2 separate regions of the Zea mays genome follow, and region 1 is linked to region 2. A link is a contact called in public Hi-C data. All regions are on one chromosome and are shown on one strand. Each heading gives the region's core, a stretch centred on a gene start, on an enhancer-like site or on the middle of the called end of the contact. The rest is flanking DNA. Distances are from core to core; before and after follow the strand shown.

The links. Hi-C and Micro-C count contacts between places; a contact is called where the count stands out from the background.
Region 1: a contact with region 2 is called in a Hi-C map of ear, with 2.7 times the contacts expected there. The contact joins the enhancer-like site here to the promoter of LOC100273169 in region 2. A contact is called at or near these places in 3 of 25 Hi-C or Micro-C datasets (ear, endosperm and tassel).

What each region holds. Positions count from the first base shown.
Region 1 is chr9:83,106,917-83,109,616 of Zm-B73-REFERENCE-NAM-5.0, reverse strand. No RefSeq gene overlaps it. Among protein-coding and RNA genes, the nearest start is that of LOC109942555, 140 kb to the left of the region's middle. Within about 2 kb of position 1,341, at least 16 of the 20 cell types and tissues checked have an H3K27ac peak or open chromatin away from gene starts, as enhancers often do. A contact at or near this core is called in ear, endosperm and tassel, where this site is marked.
Region 2 is chr9:82,700,219-82,702,918 of Zm-B73-REFERENCE-NAM-5.0, reverse strand. It overlaps LOC100273169 (Plant L-ascorbate oxidase), which reads right to left and starts at 1,440. Exons shown (of 5, transcript NM_001147615.1): 1 at 1,065-1,440; 2 at 883-975; 3 at 548-760. The coding sequence starts at 1,334.

The sequences.
Region 1 (2,700 bases), core at 92-2,591, 410 kb before region 2:
GTTATGGACTAGTCGAAGAAATAGAGGTTCAGATGTTATTGTAGATGAAGATATAAGAGAGGCGAGGTGAAATAAACCATCATTAGTTAGATAATTTTTTTTACCACAATCCATTTCTTCATTAATTATGTCGTGGATTTAAGTATGGAATTGATAAACCATTTCTATACATTTATGAGCTAGTTATATTATCTATAGATATTAGATATAGATATTAGACATGGTGCATGTGATACTTTGGTCCAACACATACGTTTCTTTTGACATGATAAGCAGGTCCAGTTCCGTTCCTATAGTTCTTTTTATCTGGATAACAAAAAATATCTTAGAATCCTAAAATCCCACCTGAACGGGTTTGGTTTTACGCATGTGGATTTTAACACAAGGACACATCATGTTTATATTTTATCTGATTCTAAACAATCACCCAGGAACCAAATGATCTATAGGGCTGCTACATTCTTATGTACTAGCAAAGTGCCTATGTATTACTACGATTGTTATTTATGCTTAAGTATAGAATATGAAACACAAAGATATGACATGTGTGTTCTATTAGCTAGATTGATGAATGTGAGTTTAGAACAAACATTCATAGCTTAGATCATCATTTATACATAATTTTAGCATTTTTATTATTTAAATACGAGGGAGCACAACGGACGTGTGAAAATAGTGGAATCATTAAAACTAATGCTCTAATATAGTAGAGACTAAAGAGAATATAATTCTAGAACAGTCTCATATTTTATTATTTTAAGTTATGTTTTTAAAATATCAAATAAATACGATTTAATTATAAAATAAGCTATATTTTTTGTAATAAATTAATGTAAAGCTATAAATATGAAACTGTATATTAGAACATTGATTAAATATAAATTATTTTAACTGTCACGCAATCCATATTTGCTTTTTTATAGAGAGAGGAGAGACGAAGAGAGTATATATATAAACCTGACGAAAATCGACCGACTACTTCACCGATCGAAAGCTTGTCTAGGTCTTTTTTCCGCTTGACCCGTACAATTCTTGGATACACGCAAGCAAGGGTAATGGAACATTCTTCCAGTGGATCGAGTTTAGCAGGGGACATCACATGGGCACGTACGTACGTACTGTCGCCTAGTTGCCGTCTCGAGTATCCGGCCACCCTGTATATATGCGCAGACACGGCGCGAGAAACAGACGAGGACAGGAGGCCGACACGCGGGCAGCCCCGCCGCATGATTGCGTCAAACAGACGGGAAAAGGGCAGCAAGAATCCCCCACGCTGCGGTGCGTGGGAGCCTGGGAGGCGAGCTCGCCATCATGGCTACCGTGCGCCGGGGCTCATGATACGCCTCGGGGCTGCCGGCGACTGGCGTGAAACCCCAGGGAGATAGGCCTCCTGCCTCACCAGGGAGGATCGGCCTGGATCGGGGCCAAAAAGCGCACGCATCATTGCCTATAGAGACTGCTTCGCCAGCTTGGAATTGATTTTTTTTATAGTCGATTGGAAGGGCTCACACATTGGCAGTTTGACACGTACCAGAGTAGAGGCAATGCGCTCTGTCCTAGCCGCAGAATACAACGTGTTGTTTATTTTGCTAGTCTCTTTTTTCGTCAGTTATCATGTCAATTTTATTTATTGTGACTTCTAATGGTACTTCTTAATTATAAAGAGTTACAACAGTGAAGCCAAAATTTCCCGAAGCCGTGGGACATAACTAGTATATCGTTATGGGACAAATAGTATCAAATGACATTATTTTCGAGGGTTTAATGATTACCTTCAAAAATTACAAATTTGGCGTATCAGTTTCGTCTTTTGCTACATCGAGAAATAGAGCGACAGATCGAGTTGCAATTTTGGGGTAAAATGGATGGAAGGACCGGACAGAAACGCGCTTGGCTCCCGAATGGCCCTCCACTAGGCGTTGCGTTGCGTGCTCGCTCGCTCGCACTCCCACTCGTTCCGTGTGCTCTCGCACGGGTTGGACTTGGACGCAGAGCCGGAACAAGGAACGCAGCTGTTGGACTCGGTGGCGCCAGCCCGTGTGATGATGATGGCTTCCACGGCGGGCCGACAGAGGCATACTACCGACGATGTGGAGTGTGCGCCCTGGGAACGGGCTCCGCGGGGCACGGGCGGCGGCGTGGTCTGCCCGAAGAAGCCGAGCTAGGATTGCGGCCATGACAGCCTCCGGTGCTTCGGACGGGCCCCCGGATTAACAAACATTAACCTTACGTCCACCGATCCAATCATGGCCTGATCACGCCACTGACATACTACAAAGTGGTCCTTACAGCGTTTCGTGTTCTATTCTCTCGTTGGCCATAGCTAGAAGGCTCCTTCCTGTTCTTGCCATTACCATGAGACATATCCTGCAACCATGAGGTATAATATCGAGCTACGAAATGCCAACTCTTTTATTGCACCGTCGTAGATGTTGTGTAATGACCAATACATTGTAAATTAGGCTTTGTACCATACATTTTTTTTCTTCAATTCCCTTCGATCATGAATGGTAACAATTAAGCACTACTACCCAGAAAAAGTATATGTAACAAACAAACCAACAAACACAATGTTACCTCAAGGAGGTGAATTTCTTCGTTTGCATTCCAATCTGGGCAAATAGGTGGGAAAGACAATAAAATATCATTCTAGAATTAATGTACTTTGGTTAAGCAATGACCAAAGAATAAAACACTGAG
Region 2 (2,700 bases), core at 191-2,690:
TACTTGTTCCCTCGGCTTGCCACGATATGCATGTGAACGAGCTAAAGAAATCTTGAGAGCAAGCAAATCCAGGCCATGACTTGTACTTTTCTCGACACACTAGTACTACGTCAAGGCACAATAATTGAAGCGGCCCAGTGGTAAGCGTCATTATTGCAAATTAGGAGTATCATGTAACGTGTTATGTTTCCTCAAAGGAATTAATTTTGTAATCTCCTTCTGCAATGTCCGTTCCAGGATCAGTGCAAAAGGCACCTTGGTCAGAACCTGATTTTGACCTGACAATAAGCTAGAGTGCAACTGAATTACATCTGTGTTTTGCAATGTCATTTTGTAAACCTACTTGATGCAATGCTTCATATATCAGTTGCATGCTGCATGTGTGTGTTTTCTCAAACTGCCCTTTCAGAAAGCTACAGTGTTTCACAAATTGCTGTCGAAATCAAATCAAACAGAGATGCAGCTAGTGAACTGCAGTCATGACAGGAACGGAGATGAAGCTTATGACGATAACCAGAGAGATCATGCATGGTAGTATTGGTGGTACCTGTGGCTCGCCGATCCACCTGAAGGGCCTGGACGAGAGGGCGACCATCTGGGTGTGGATGCTCTCGTGGTACCAGTCGCTGAGCAGCAGGTTGAGCTCGCCGTCGTACTGGAACGGCTCCTCCTCCCCCTCCGCCACGTCCACGACCAGCGACCCGTACAGCCCCGCCGCCCTCTGCATCCCGTAGTGCCCGTGGTAGAAGTACGTCCCCGGCTGCGCGGCCACGAAATAGAGGAAATTTCTTCAGTATACCTCCGGTCATGACATGCATAAAGAAGCAAGCAGATGCATGGATGGGTGGATGAGCCATGGGTGTGTGTGGCCCTCAGCAGCACCTTGTCGACGACGAAGCGGTAGGTGAAGGTTTCCTCGGGGTTGATGGCGCACTGGGAGATCGCCGCCGTGCCGTCCGCCCACGGCGTCCCGATCTGCCACCATGATCCATGACGACCATGCAACAATGTTCCAAGCACAAGCCCAGCGTCTAGCGAAGTGATGTGGAGAGATGGTTACGTACCTGTCGGATGCCGTGCCAGTGGATGACGACGCCCTCGGTGTGGAGCGCGTTCCTGAGCTGGACGTGGACGGTGTCGCCGGCCCGGGCGCGGATCGTCGGGCCCGGGAACTGCCCGTTGATGCCGATCACCACCTTCTCCTCGCAGTCGGGAGACCAGAACATGTTGCTGATCTCCCACCTCAAGTGCCGGGCCTTGCCCGCCGCAGCGCAATGCTGGCGCGCCATCAGGGCGCAGCACACCAGGGCCAGCAGAGGGAGAGGAAGCCTCATGGCTGCCCTGCTCTGCAGTAGTGTCAGCAGCCTCCTACGCCACCCCCCAACAAGGATGCCCCCGGCCGCAGTTCACAGCACAGCACAGGGGATGGGCAAGAGGGGGGGAAGCAAATGGGATGCAAACACAGGCTGGGGATGGGCCGGATGGCAAAGAGGGAGATAGATGACCTGAGCAGCGCTTGGGGGGCGATTTATGCTGGCCAAAGAAAAGATGCTTATCTCTCATCACCTCAGTCACTGTTCCATTTCCCCTTCATCTCAGTCACTTTTACAACCCTCCGTTTGAAAAAAAAAATGGTGACCAGCTTTTGAAATAAATATAAAAAAACACTAGTCCGTAGCAGTTAGTGGAGTTAGGTTGCAGGCAGCAGGAGGAGGAGTAGGCTGCTGTTTGTTTCTGCGAGGAACGCCTGCGTTAATATAGGCAGTTTCCCGGTTGCTCGCCAAAGTGCTGCAGAAATGCCTCAGGCCTCCCTCCCCCCATAGTTTCCGATGCGTCTTTCTGGTCGAGGAATAAAGAGGGTCGGTCGACGTCGCCCCCCGTTGCGTTGCTTTGGGCGTATCGTCTCATAGGCCTGCGCTGTTCTGTGCTGCATGTGACGATATCGAGGATGGCTACTTCCGTGCCTCTACCCAAATGGTTTTATGCAAACGTCTCGGCGCTGTCATGTTTCGTTCTGATAGATAGATCCCCCACATAGACACACTGACACACATGCACGCCCCCCCATGCATTTTTGTTTGGTGGTCGCTTCTTATTTGGTAGGAGCGTTTCTCCTCTTTCTTGTTCCTTCGCCAGCGAAGATGAAAAGTTTGTGCGAACGTAGTTTTTGAATTTTTGGTAAGGTCACACACAACCTGTAAAGGCATTTTCATATGTAACCGCTACAAATATGCGCTGCATATATGCATGTTCACAACCACCTAACAAAATACTACAGATCAACAATATTCATCCAAAAACGAAGGTATGCCAGCTATAGCCTCACTGTTCGGGGAAAAAAAAGCTACGCGTAGTGGGGGGAATACAATTATATATACAGCTTGCACTACGTGGTTACATGCGTCTAGTCTAGTGCGGCTGTACTTTATTATTATTTGCGAATTCAGCATGTGTTTGTTCCTGTGGTGCTCAAATCCTGCTGTGTTCACAACGCTATGGGCGCCTATCTGGTGCTTCTTGCATCGAGTGAAAACCATCATGGTGTCATTCTTCATAATGCCTGCCTTAAGAGTCAAGATAAAATTTAAAAGGCACTACATACAAAGCGCCGGCCGTTTCAGGTGCATGATAACACACGTAACTCCTTTTTGCCTGTTTTTTTTGTGACCGCATTTTTTTTGCTACGGAATTAATTAAGTG